2 separate regions of the Danio rerio genome follow, and region 1 is linked to region 2. Evidence: chromatin contacts called from public HiChIP or PLAC-seq data. All regions are on one chromosome and are shown on one strand. Each heading gives the region's core, a stretch centred on a gene start, on an enhancer-like site or on the middle of the called end of the contact. The rest is flanking DNA. Distances are from core to core; before and after follow the strand shown. Region 1 overlaps si:ch211-212o1.2. Region 2 holds the start of znf423 (zinc finger protein 423).

Region 1 (7,125 bases), core at 2,869-5,368, 260 kb before region 2:
ATATAAGTTTTAACGTGAAAGTAGGCAACTAATCTCAAAAAACTCAAAATATCCTAATATTTCCTTCAACATGCAGGTACAATGACATTCTTCAACGCAAGAGAATATGAATACAGTAAAATAACCCAGTAGCATTTGAAAGAACCTCACACCGTTCCTGCACCATGCCACCTACCACAGCACTGTTTCCACCAATCTCTGATTATGACATCATATGGCCATCTATCGCCCTTGTCTCTCAGTATATAAGCACCACACTGTTCTTTGGTCACGTCTGTGTCAGCTCCATGTGTGTGTGTGTGTGTGTGTGTACCCACTCTCTATAGTGACCCTTTTGGTGCAGGAGGAGAGCAGAACAGCTCATCATGTTTGTTTGATTTTTCATCTTTGTCAAACCCACACCGCCCCCCACCCCCCCTTTGCGCAGGCCTATTTGTTAGCACTGACAGCAGGTTAGCATTAAATATACATGGAGGTTGTCAGCCACTGGCACACACAAAGGCGGGTCCTGGCCCCTGGGGGACTCGGGCAGGGAGGGTGGAGGAGCAGGGCTCATGCAGAGAGAGACTCCCAAGCGTGCGCGTGTGTGTATGTGCGCGGAGCCTTTCCTCTCCCTTCATCAGCGTCTCCCGGTGGGATCAGGGAGCAGCAGTGGAAAGGAAGGAGGGAGGGTCAAAAGGACCGGTCTGTGCTCTGGAGCATGCGTGCGCACACACATCTGTCGTCCACTGGGGCGCAGGGTGACGCACAAGCATCCTCGCTCCCAGAGACACACGCCGCATACTGAGTGCTCCAGCTATCATGGGAGTTTAATGCCTTTACACACACACACATTTACGAGCAAACACACACACGATCAGCTGACTTTAAAAAAGTTATTTTAACCCACTCTCTACAGCTACTGGCGATGCAGGCCACGCTTCATGGAAGAATCCTTGCCAGATACTGTAGGTTAACATGATCAGCTACATTAAAGGCTCTCAGAAGTAGTTAACCTGCCTCATCTGAATCCAATCCAAACTCTTATTGTCAAGATGCCCACAGGACTAAACGATAGTACAACCAAAAAAAGGAAAATCTGTCATCATTTGTGCACAATCATGTTATTATAAACATGAAGAACGTTTCCAGTGTATTATACAAATGATGGCTCCTGTTTACACCTGCATTTCTGCTGCTTCAACCACCAGTGGATGATGCTAAATGTAAAAGGTCTAAAATGCTTTGAACTAGTTTAACTTTAACTTGGTGTTTAAATGCCACATTGAAAGCATTTAGTTATATGTTGTACATTTTTTTATCTACAGGGTTTTCATGCTTGTTAAAAGATTTGCATATTAGCAGTCTAATTAGGTGCATAAACTAATAAGCCGTGGTCACAATGCACTTTTTGCCCCATCGACTTCCTTTCATACAATTCGAATGCAGCAGACCAGATATGCAAGCTTGTGTGAAAAGTTTTGCAGTTCGCTGTGTTAAAACCTTGAAAAATCACGTCAAGTGACTCCATGAAACCAATCAAAGATTAAAACATGACTGCTCTGTACAGAAATTTAAAACATGGACCAATCGCTCGCTTTTTTAAATGTCTAATAATCATGTTTAATCCTGCCCCTTTTCTCAGCGCCATATGACAGAATTTTACAAGCTGAAACTCTAGTGTGACCATGGCATTACTCCTTCCAAGACTTCCAACTTTGGAAAAGTGACTGACGATTAGCTGAACTTCTAGACCTGAACTCCCCAGTGCTGCAGATTTGCCTCACACAACATTAGGAAAATTAGGCCCCGTTTACACCAATACGTTTTAGTTTTAAAAACAAATAGCTACGGTTACCAGAGTTTTCGAGTTTTAAAACACTGCTGGATGGGGGAAAGCAGAGACATCTAAAAACAGATGTGATTGGGGCTGTTTCTCAATATTAAGTCTTTGTTGTAACATAATATAATATATAAATATTAAGACTTTGCAAGTTTGAAATGGAAAACAAACTCCTGATGACATGTTGGGCAAATCTTCAAAGGTAACAACGTACTTTATAGCATCATTCACATCACCCTGGCTACGCTGTTTCACTTTTCTTAGCAATAAAATGAAAACATGATTTAAGAAACTGCCTATTTTGATTTTGATATTAACAACTTAACAGACACTAAAAATGTTGTGGTATCGTGTAGCTACATGTTTATTTGACCGTTATCTTTACTGTTCGTATATTTATAGCAAAATGGAGCCTATAACATTGCTGCCTCCTTTAATTTTTACTGAAAATTTTGAAACATACCCTCTCTTTTGCTGAATATCAGTTAATTAATAATAAAAAATGGCAATCAATAATACAATAGGTTTATACAATATAGGAAATAAAGGCAAGCAGCCAGTCAAATGTGCAAAATCAGTGTATGTGGTTACATAAATTAATATATTAGCCTAACTTATCTTTGTGCTCAGCCAAAATGTGTTACCTGAGAAAAAGTAATAGATTCAAAAGACAGAAGAGTCCTTAGAGACAAGATGAATTAAAAATCACGTTCAACAACATTAGTGAGATGACATCCATCAGTAGATGCTTGATAAACTGTCTGACAAGCGCTGCTCTCACCTGGGGAGGTGTGCTCAAAGCAACCGCTGACTGCCTGGAGCTTAGACGTGCGCATATGCTTCGGCGCATGCCAGAGTGTGTGTGTGGTCACGTGATGTGACTTTTCAGCGCTGCAGTGTGAATGGAGATCTTTTCAGAAACACTAGATGAAACGGCAGTATGGATGTGGATCATTTTTCACTCTAAAACACCATTTTTACAACTAAAACATATTAGTGTATACCGGGCCCTAAAACCCTCCCACCTATGCTACACAGGTCAAACTTCTAGCTCTGTTCCGGCCTAACTATTACAGTGCTCTTCTGAGAGGCTTTTTGGCCAGGCCTATCAAACTTTTACAACTAATCCAGAATATGGCGTTGAGAGTTAACAAGCCCAAAAAAATGAAAACAACTCTTTTCATCAATCTGCACTGGCTATTAATTGCTGCTCACATCAAAATTAAAAAACAAAAAGCACTGGCTCTGCACTACTTTACTGTAATACTAGTTTATAAACTTCTGGAGCGAGCATAAGTCTGAAGGAGCTTGTGCTCTACAAGCGAACAGTGCATTGTGGATCTCTCCTAAAGATGCACAAGATCAATTTTATTGACCTTTACCTTGACTGTTCCCTGCTTCAGGAATGACCTGTTCTGATCAAATGAATCTTTTTTCAACATTTGACAGTTTCTAATCTATTTAATATATTTCTATTTCTAACCAGTAACTACAAATCTATATTTCTAGCTACAAAATCCACAACAACAAAACTTGGCTCTGTGTAGTGCCTAAGCCTAACTAGGACTGGAATTAACCATTACATCTTGATGCTCTATTGCACGGATGTCAAACTCAGTTCCTTGAGGGCCACAGCTCTGCAGTTAAGGTTTAACCCTAATTAAACACACTTGATTAAACTAATTGAGTCCTTCAGACTTGAAACCTACAGGTAAGTGCTTAAGGTTGAAGCAAGTTTGAAACTGAACTCTGCAGAGCTGCGGCCCTTCAGGAACTGAGTTTGGCACTCCTCCTCTATTGTTTCAATTCAATTCATGTACAAATTTATAGCGCTTCTTACAATAATAATTGTTCCTAAGCAGCTTCACAAAAGGTGCACATTATTAGATTACCATCAAAATCAGAGAAAGTTATAATTTTAGCTAGCTCTAAAAGTGCCCTCCCCAAAAGAAGAGTGTTGGGACAACACTGCAGAAGGAGAATTTTACAAATGACACAACAGGGTTAACTGACACTTATGATGTACACTTTTTATGTTTATATATATTTATTCTATTGCATGATGACAATTGCCATTTTGAAGCTGGACTAGCCCTTTAAGAGTGCCTATCAGTAGTGTACCTGTAGTGATGCAGTAGTAAGTCTCATGCGGCGACACATGATGGATCCGGTGGTGCTTGCGGGGCAGCACTAGGTGGCAGTCCTGCAATAGTGTGACCCAGCGTGGCAGGTCGAAGTAGGAGTGAGCCCACTTGTGGATCTGATTAGTCATGGTTACAAAAACCGCCAACGCAAAAACAAAACATTCCCAGGGGTAGGACTCTGCAAGGGCATCTGGGAAAGACAGATAGCGTAAGGGAGAGGTGTAGGGAGAGATAGAGGAATAAGAGTGGAGAGAGAGAGATAGAGAGAGAGAGAGGGGGAGAGAGAGAGAGAGAGAGAGAGAGAGAGAGAGAGAGGGAGAGAGAGAGGGAGAGGGAGAGAGAGAGAGAGAGAGAGAGAAAATTATATGCAAATTAATACGATATGCCTTAAAGTGACAAACCTCAACCCTTTAGTTAAGTACTAGCCTAACCGTCAAGCAATCACATTGACCTTATATCCCTCTGACTGATCGGATCATCAGTGATTGATATTTTAGTGGAATAAAAGTCATTCTGTGGCATCAAGTGAACGACAGGAAAATCTCAAATGGGAAAAGGGATAAATACAGTCAAGCTCCAAAAAAAAGGCCAATTAAGTGGGTCCATACAACATGTGTGATATTCCAATGCTGTGTCTCAATCAGCACCACTAGCTCCCGAAGATCTTCATCAGTAGGTTGTGTGCAAGTATTTGGGCATTGATAAGAACAGGAGCTAGGTTCACTACACATTGGGTCATGACATGAAAACATCCTCGTCATCATCAAAACTGAAATTTATAAAATACAACAAAACTTATTGTTTTCATTTATTTATTTTAATATGTTTTAAAAGAACATTATAGCTAAATATTTGATTTGCTTCATGTGCAGGCAACATTTCAACAATTAAATAATAATAAACATTTGCTAGATTTTCCCTAACTTGCCTAGCTTTGTTCGTTCATGTTAAAAATAAATAAACAATAGATTGTTTTTAGAAAAATATCTCTCATTTGTCATTAAGTTTGATGGTTTAGACCACGTGATTCATATTTTGCACTTCTGAACTTCCTTTAACGGTGCATGATGTGTATCGCTATGCCTTGAATTTCACAGTGCGGGACCTAACAGGGTGCAAAAGTTTTAGTGAACGGAAAGAATTTTGCAATTGAGACAGCACTTAAAATTGCTGCCAACCTGGTTAGTGAATTGACTACTAAACAAGGGTGCCGATTGAGACGAACCCCAAGTTCTAAATTCAACAGCAGCTAATGCTTACTTTTGTACTAGTCATTTAATTTAAAAATAAACAAATCCTTGTGGATTTTAATAACTACATCTGCGTCTCTTTTTTTGGAGGCTGCTACTGTCCTCCGGAGGTCACATTTTCAGCCAGGCTTTCATACACTGAGGTAGCCTTCATGACTGAAGTTACATGTGTTTTTTTCTGCCAAGGCCACCCGGGGTGCCGAAATATAATTGGGTAAACTGGCAGAGGGCTGGGTTACACAGACCAAAACAATGCATTGCTTTTCAGATAAACAAGTATGTTCATTTAGCATGTTTTTTAATATCTGCTAACACTGGTATTTTTCTGCTTTATATTTTTAGCTTCGATCATATAAAAAAAAAAAAAAATGATGCACTCAAGACATTAAACTACACTTCTCCTCTGCTTTTATAAAGAGGAAAGAAATCCACAGGTTTGGAATAACATGAGTTAAAAAGATGACAATTAATTTTTTTTTGGCTGAGCTGTTCCTGTAACCCATGCAGGGTACAAATGGAACTGGGAACATTTTACCCTTTTCAAACCATATCCTCATTCGTCGATTTCCCAATTTTGAGGTATTTTAAGATGAATGTGGGACACATTGACGGCTCCAGGACAAGGAGTCTCACTCGGGTCACACTCATTGATTCTAAAATAGTCACGCTGACTCACTTTCACCACACGATGGAAAAGTGAGTGGATGTATGCAAGTGTGTGTGTGTGTGTGTGTGTGTGTGTACCTGGTGGGTAGGAGAGGAATTTATAGGCCATGTGGGCCAGAGGCAGGATGGTGATCATGCAGTTGTCTCCATTAGTCTCTATGAAGTCATGCCGTGTGATAGCCGTCGGATCAATGTGATGCTCCCGGAATGGGCGAATAAATGCCTGAATGGAAAGAGAGAGGTAAAGAGAGATGGGGGAGCAGAGGGAAGGGAGGTTAAGGTTCAATTGAAAAAAAAAATGGGTAGGGGTGTCTGGGACTGTGATTTAGATCCATTACCCAGTGGTAATGAATGGGTACGTCTATGATAAAGACAGTGCAGGGTCAGAATAGAAGCTACTGTACAGTTGTTTTAGTGCTACATACTGGATGTGCAGTTTGGGGTGAGAAAAGAAAAAGAGAAGTTCAATATAAAATGTTTCGTATAGCAACAAGACACACTGTTTAAAGTTTGATTACTGAAAATGAGAAAAATCTGCAAATCTCTTCAGAACAATTATTTCTGAAATCTGACACATTTGACACTCTTGCATGCTTTTTTCTTCTTTTACCCTGGCCAAATTGATCATTTTTTCTGTAACTTACAAGAATGACACAAAATGAATGAGCAGACTGGTTGTTTAGAAAGGTTTTGAAGTTTATGTAAAGCTTTTATTTCTCTCTCTTTAGAAGTGGTGTTTTAATTAGTATGTTGTACTTTAGTTGCATAAAGTTTGTCATAAAAATCTGTACAATTTGTTTCTTCAAATGTATTACTAATTAACACTGACAACATTCAGTTTACAGTAAAGTGCTCAGCATATACAAGTACACCCCCTCACAAATCTATCTTTTGAATTCACATTTTTAAATTAGTCAGTACTGTAGCCAAATCTGGAGCTAATCTAACAAAATAACTTACGATAACGGTTCAAAAACTAGGACACCCAGATTTATATGCTTTTTAAATTTATTATAGCAATATTTTGCTTGAATTTAATTGTATTACCTTTCAATTTCTAAATATGTTTGGTGACAAAAATATTATTTTAATAAATATATCTGTATAATTAATCACAGTATGTGGTTCGAGTCTCGGCTGGGTCAGTTGGCGTGTCTGTGTGGAGTTTGCATGTTCTCCCTGCGTTCGCGTGGGTTTCCACCGGGTGCTCCGGTTTCCCCCACAGTCCAAAGACATGCAGTAC
Region 2 (6,732 bases), core at 1,829-4,328:
CTCACTTCAACATTTTACAACAGTCCACTGACCAATGAAACTTCACCGCCGTAGCCAAAAGCCTAGGTGACAATAAAAAGGCCATTTAATGCTAAAACCAGATGGTGTCAGAAAAGAAGGAAAAAATATGATGAAACCTGTACTACTACATTAACACACACCAAAACGATCAACATAATACAGTTTCATTGTCTCCTTCCTAATATTCTTACGAGTAACCTTGCAGCCCATGAAAAAAAAAAAGTGTAAGATAAGCATTTCAAATAATATCGCTGAAATCAAAAAACTGAAAACCTCAGCCGCTTACAGTCGGACAAATGCAGAGCTGAAAATTTTCACATAAGAAACTATGAAATGACCAAAATAATTATAACCATTTTTAATTGCCTCTTTGCCATCAAAAAAAATTAATACTTGCAGTCATGCTGTGCATCTATGTATGAAAAATTCTTCCTTCCCACAGTCCCTTACTTGTTCAAATTCACCACTCAAAATTTACATTCAAAACAGCAAGTAATTACTCAATTCCCAATCGAAATCCTTGGGAAAGGATACATATATCTGCAGGAAGAGCTGAATACATTTCTGAAAGACATAAACATACAAAGCAGGAACAAATTCGTCCACAAAACCAAAAACATCCTGGTGTCAGTGGGCAGAGGGGAGAAATAACGCCATTAGATTTTATTCTCAGTGAGCTTTAGACAAGCATCACTCAATCGTTTCTCCCTTTCATTAAATAAAATGTCCAATTTGAATCGGTCGACTGTAAACAACGGTGAAAAAAATGAAAATAAGTGCCCTCGTCGTCTCTCTTACTGTCGTGTGCATTCATCCCCCTCTTAATGTCCTGCAAATGAAGGGGATTTATTAATGTGTAATTAAGTAATAATCATCGCTACATAATGCATGAAACACTCATGGGGACGGTGGAGATATGAAACAGGAATGCCACAGCCGAGCACTCAGTGCATAGACACACATTAAAAAGGGATTAATTGAGAGAAATAATATTTTGATAAGCGCAGCTCCCTCTCCCCCTCTGACGAACGCTCGCTGTCTTTTTCCTCTCAAAATAATCTCTCTCTCGCTCTTGCGTGCGCGAGTAACACTGGCAATCACAGTTTCTAATGTAATGTGATGTGAGAGCATGACTTCCTTTACTGGAAAAAAAAAATACCCGGACTACCTTGACAATAGGCAATGGATTCTCAAGAAGCCCACCACCACCAGCAGCAACCAATGCGCCTGCATATGTTTACTACATCCCTAACACCTGCAGATTGCAACATATCAAAGCAGAAATTAATGACAAACAAGCTTAACCTCTGGATGAGCGAGCCAATACACAAGACACCGGAACATAAAAAAACATGAGTGATTTTTGTGCATACCACACTCAGACATATTGTTGGTGCCCTTCTAATCTCCAAGCATTCCAATCAAAGCTAAAGGTGCTGGGCTGAGATAGGGACAGAGCGAGCCTTGGTTACATATTTAATTGGCCTCTGATTGATGTGCATCGCTGAGTCAATACAATCACTGTTTACCCCCAAACCTCTGTGCTGCTGCAGGCCAACGCATACTCGATAGGAAACTGCAATAGTATTTGTTGCAACACAACAAGACATTTGCTTTAAATGTGCCTTTTATAAACAAAACAAACAAAAATAAAATTGGTTAATGCTAGCGGGGGGGGGGAGATTATGCATATTACAATAATCACTCTGCGCATGTGAAAAAATAAATATTACATTATTGATTACAGGGTCAACAGCCTGCACTTTTCTGCAAAACAACTCAACAACATTGTTTAGGATTGATCTGCACCCAGCAGGCTCTGTCAGTGTTAAATGTCTATGAGTGTATTTTCACTTCATCCACCATGAATATTATCCACTTACACTCTATGTAAACTTATGACCGTTTTTGTTTCTCCCTTGATGAACCTCTGCAGATTGCGGCCGTTAATTAAAACAAAAAACTGGTTATTATTTGGGGGAGGGGGTACTAATATGGGCCACATGGCCACCCGAAAGCCCATCTGGTTTCTATTGGGGTGACGGTGCCAAGTGATATCTCGACCAGCAGCACAATATCTGCTGATGGACAAGCTGAAATAGCAGCAGGCCTTATTGCTCCTAAATTCACCTGCCTGAAAGTGTTGAGTCTTGTAGGAGGGGCATGAATGAGATGGGACTGTGTGTGACTGATTCTGACATGTCAAAGTCACAACCGGGAATAAATTCAAGACAATAAACAGCAAAGAGGGGGGGAAAACTGCAATCTGAGGTCTGCAGAGAATCAAATTTCACTTACACTACAACAGACTGAGAGGTGTATAAAATGAGTGATGTAGGAATATACCTAATTAAAAGGTTATTCTATTAAAAATAAGGTTAAAATATCAATAAAAATAATATAGTTAATTTTTTTTATTTTAAATAAATAAAGTTTACATTTAAATGTAGTATATCGTATAATATTAATAATGACGTGATTATGATAACTATTAAGTTTAATTATAAAATGTAAATATAATTTATTAGAAATTGGGCTTTTTAAAAACATATTACACCTATTATTAATAACTAACCTATTTACATGTATTTTTTAGGTATAGCTCCTTGCTTCAGCTTATATGAGGTAACTTGTCCTCCCAAACACAAGACCTGCTGGCACCTGGCATCAAAATGAAAGAGCTTAATTTGATAATTATCGAAAAGCATGCCTAAAGTTTCTAAACATGGTGTCACTATTGAAAGCAAACCCGTAAAACGATGAATTTTCACAATCCCCGCCAGTTTTACCCAGGAAATCTCATTGGTCATGTGAGTTGTTCTGTTCCCTCTCGTACAGCAACATAAAACGCTTACCTTTAACGGAGCGCGGTTTGGCCTGCTTGCGTCTAGACATCTCCGTGTTAAGAGCAATATTTTACTTTCTTTAATCGGTATCTTGTCCTCTCCAAGAAATATTGACAGGTCACGCGCTGATACTTGGGAGATTTCTTCACTTTGCCTGTTGCAATGCGGCAACTTCAGTCTCGCTAGTCCAGAAGCGTGCAAAGGAAGAGAGAGTACGGCAATGGAAAGGGATATTCCAATGATTGAACTTCTCCAACCTGTAGATTTAACGAATAACTTGCGGCTTTCCCCGTTCTCGAGGCGCGAACGCTCTTTTGTTCCTCCGTAACGGTAGACGCTGACGGCGGAGCGGGCACGCGCGCTCAGAGTTTCGAGAAGCGGAGCGTGCCCAAATTACACCTGATCAGTAGCGAGAGGTGCCAATACTTGCCGATAATGTGGAGAAGCCACTTCGACGGTGTTTCGGAATTGATTCGCTATGTTTGTCCTCCTTTTTGCAGTTGTCGCAACTGTCTCTTTTCGTTGAGATCCGCCGAACCACCCTCCTTCGCTGTTATTTTTCCGAAGGTGCCACTCTCAATGGCATTTTACGCAGCATTTTACCTGAGGGGATTTTCTTCTTCTTGTTGTTTATCGTCCTAAAAGCCGTAAATATTTCTAGTCGCTAGCCTCTCTCTCCCTTTTTCTTTGTCCTGACTCTGGTCTTCCCTCCGCCTCCCGATCCGACTGCTGGCGGGGCTGCAGCGCAGACACACATAATAAAGCCAGGCTTGGCTGGAAATGTAGCCGTGTCCCAGCAGGAGGATGTGAGAGTAGGGTCCCGGCGGGGGAGCGCTCTGATCCCGCAGGGAGCTCCGCACAGCCTGGGTTGAGCAGACAGAGAGAGCCAACAGCACCAAACCATGGTCAGCCATGGAAACTACAGCTTAACTTGGAGCACGGATCGGGGCCAAAACACGGAGCTTCGAGGAAACTCTGCAGCGTGCAAGAAAAAAGACGGACTGGATTCGCTTTTTGCGCTCCTTGTACCGATGCCATCGTCTCGGGTTCACTCCAGCGTTTAACTGTCGATTGGATACCATGACATTTTGGTTATTTTGAACATTTAACATTCCTACGTCGTCTTTGTAATGCGTTAACCTGCGTTTAAAACGAACAGTTTTAGATTTAAAGGAATAGTTGGGCTCAGCCGAAAACATAAACAATGTCATCATTTACTCAACCTCACGTTCTCCCAAGCCCTTTTTGACTTTCTTTCTTTTGCTCAACACAAAAGGAGATATTAGGCAGTTTGTTAAGCCCTGACAGCCTCCGCCACCATTCACTTTATTACATTTTTTGTGTGTAAGTGAATGAGACTAAAGAAACTCATTCTGATTTAAAACAAGAGGGTGAGTATGATAGATTTCTGAGTGCATATATTGTGTCAGTGTTTGTTTATTTGTGTCAACATTAAATGCATGTTTAATCTGCATCTTTTTTTTATGGAGTCAGTCAGATGTGTTGTTTTAGTTATTTTGGGATACGTTTTAACTAAACTTCATTTAAACCCTTTTTCTAGGATTCCTTTTGGCAGTGTTAGGCCTTTTCGACAGTATTTTCAATCCCCACAGCGTCTGTCTGGCCGTTTGCATGTGCTGCTGAAGTGCAATTGCAGAAAGAAGATCATTTGTGCAAAAATCAACCTAAGAAATGGTCAAAATCACATGCGGTGCGCCGGAGCTGCTCAGCCGTTGTCATGGATAACATGGTGGGCACCCTGTCTCGGTCAGTGGGATGTCCTGCAGATTGAGCCAGGCGCCCTGTGGAGCCACGGAGCGGCCTTTAAAATTGACCCCCCGCAGAGGACCGGGGCCCCTCTTGTCTCGTCTGAGCGCACGCCTGGAGACCGCTTTTAAATGTGCTTCTGGTGTCCCAGAGAGAGAGGCCGCTGGCACGAAGGGGCGAAAGCTCACCGCAGTGGTCCCTTTTTCTTGGATAAATTCAAAGGAGGAAAATAGCCCACATTACAAGCTCCTTAAGGGTCAAGGACAGCCGAGACATGAATGGTTTGAAAGAGTGGCATTGTGAAATCACATAGCACACGATTACACCCTCTGTCATCTTTTTACGGATTTGCATTTTTCTTGCACCACAATGAACAGTTCAGAATAAGACTTACAAGACATGTGGATGAAATTAATTAAGACGCTGGAGAAAAAGAGGTGTGAACGACAAAAGCGGTGGTCCTGTTTGGAATAAACGCCGTTGCTATTTTAGGATGATTTTAATGAGTGGCAAAACATTTTTATTAGTATTATAATCTTTTCTTTTTTTTTTTTGTTTGGATCCCATTTGAAAAATATTGGACATTCAAAGAAGGAACAAAATCCTACGTCGGACGCAAAATAAGTAATGAAGGCATTTGCAACACTTCATTTCACTGCTAACTGAACTCAAATGGTCTCACTTTTGGCTAGTATTTCCCTCCACGCAGCAGGGATGGCAGTAGATTGATGCCCTTACATTATTCATGCAACAATTATTCAAAATTTAGCAATAACTCAACAGCGTTTTGTCCTTTCTCTCATCCGTCTCCTCTCTCAGCGTACCTAGGTATGCTGCTATTCTTATGCGACCATCATCCATTGGACAGTGCGGCCCCAGAAAACACCCTTAAACACTCCCCCATTGTACTGTCACAAGCCTGGAGAGTTCATGTTATATTTATGTTGCCTACAGCGTATTCTCTCTGTTCTGTTCTGTTCAGCTGAACTCACGCCAACTCCTCCAGGTCCCCCCTCCACAGACAATGTTACATCTCATTGGCTTTGCCCTAGATAGGCTATTTTTGTATGAAATAATTAGACATAACTGATTTAAATACTGCAAAGCCAACACTCTTTTGTCTCGTTAACAAAGTACAGGAAAGGCACATGCTTGTCATGTCATTTCTGTCAATCCCTACAAATACGAATGCGTCCAAAGCTAATGGATCTGAAGGTGAGCCAAAAAATGAAGAACTTTATTTGATTCGGATACGTTCGGGACTGAGCTACAGTGACCTGACCTGATAGAATCTATTATGAAAGCAAAAAAAGCACTGCCAGGAGCTTTTAATTGTCTCAACGTGTATATCAGCAAAATATAGGATTGCTAAAATATGCCGGCGTACAGCACTAATTGTCCATATAAGGACAGCGCGGCGCTTAAAACAGCACGTTTTGTTTGTTACACTGACCCCGGACCCAGACAGCCGTGCTGATGCCGAGTGCACACGGGCACACAAGGGAGAGGTGGAGAGCAGGAACGCAGATTGGGGCTGACCGCTCGGCTGCACTTTAATGTACCCTCTACTTCATCAGTCCTGATTAGCCACCATAAAAATCCAGATTGAACATTACAGTTTTACTGCTGATTGTCTTCCAAACACTCTCAGGTGTTGGCGTGTTAAATGCCAGGGTGTGCATCTGTCCTCGCGTCCCATTAGCCTGCTGCAGTGAGACGTCTGACTTGAAAAAGGGGGACCCTCTTCAGAAACGAAAGCAATGCAGAACAAATTTCAGGCTTTTAGGCTTACTGCATCTTGTGCCAAAACCTCAATAACAAGCCCCCCTCCAAGCCCCCATTTCTCTGGCTCTTGCCCCAGACTTACACAAAGAAACACCAGCTTTATGGACTTAGGGCATTAAGGCATAAAAAACAGCGGACGGAGAACAGGTTCGTGACACATGGCGCCAAACGCAGGACCTGATCTTGTCAGATCTCGCACAGGCCGTACAGTTTAACGCTCCAATTCGTAGGTGCGCCGACTTGTTTTCAAAAGGCCACATGAAAGGGCTTAGCGAGAGAGATGAGCATTTGCGGCGAGGAGGCCGGCGCTCCA

What was found. HiChIP or PLAC-seq counts read pairs in DNA pulled down with a chosen protein or histone mark.
Region 1: a contact with region 2 is called in an H3K4me3 HiChIP or PLAC-seq map of embryo, with 11 times the contacts expected there. The contact joins the enhancer-like site here to the promoter of znf423 in region 2. A contact is called at or near these places in 3 of 18 Hi-C or Micro-C datasets (caudal fin and embryo) and 3 of 4 datasets of contacts at active chromatin or transcription factors (caudal fin, embryo and gastrula embryo).

The regions. Positions count from the first base shown.
Region 1 is chr18:19,431,049-19,438,173 of GRCz12tu, reverse strand. It overlaps si:ch211-212o1.2, which reads right to left. Exons shown (of 6, transcript NM_001080164.1): 4 at 5,961-6,105; 5 at 3,944-4,156. Among named protein-coding and RNA genes, the nearest start is that of si:ch211-212o1.2, 49 kb to the right of the region's middle. Within about 2 kb of position 4,118, at least 3 of the 62 cell types and tissues checked have an H3K27ac peak or open chromatin away from gene starts, as enhancers often do.
Region 2 is chr18:19,168,057-19,174,788 of GRCz12tu, reverse strand. znf423 (zinc finger protein 423) reads right to left here and starts at 3,078. Exons shown (of 8, transcript NM_001080030.1): 1 at 2,877-3,078. The coding sequence starts at 2,916. LOC101885646 (a long non-coding RNA gene) reads left to right here and starts at 2,834. Exons shown (of 2, transcript XR_222491.6): 1 at 2,834-4,258; 2 at 4,429-6,732.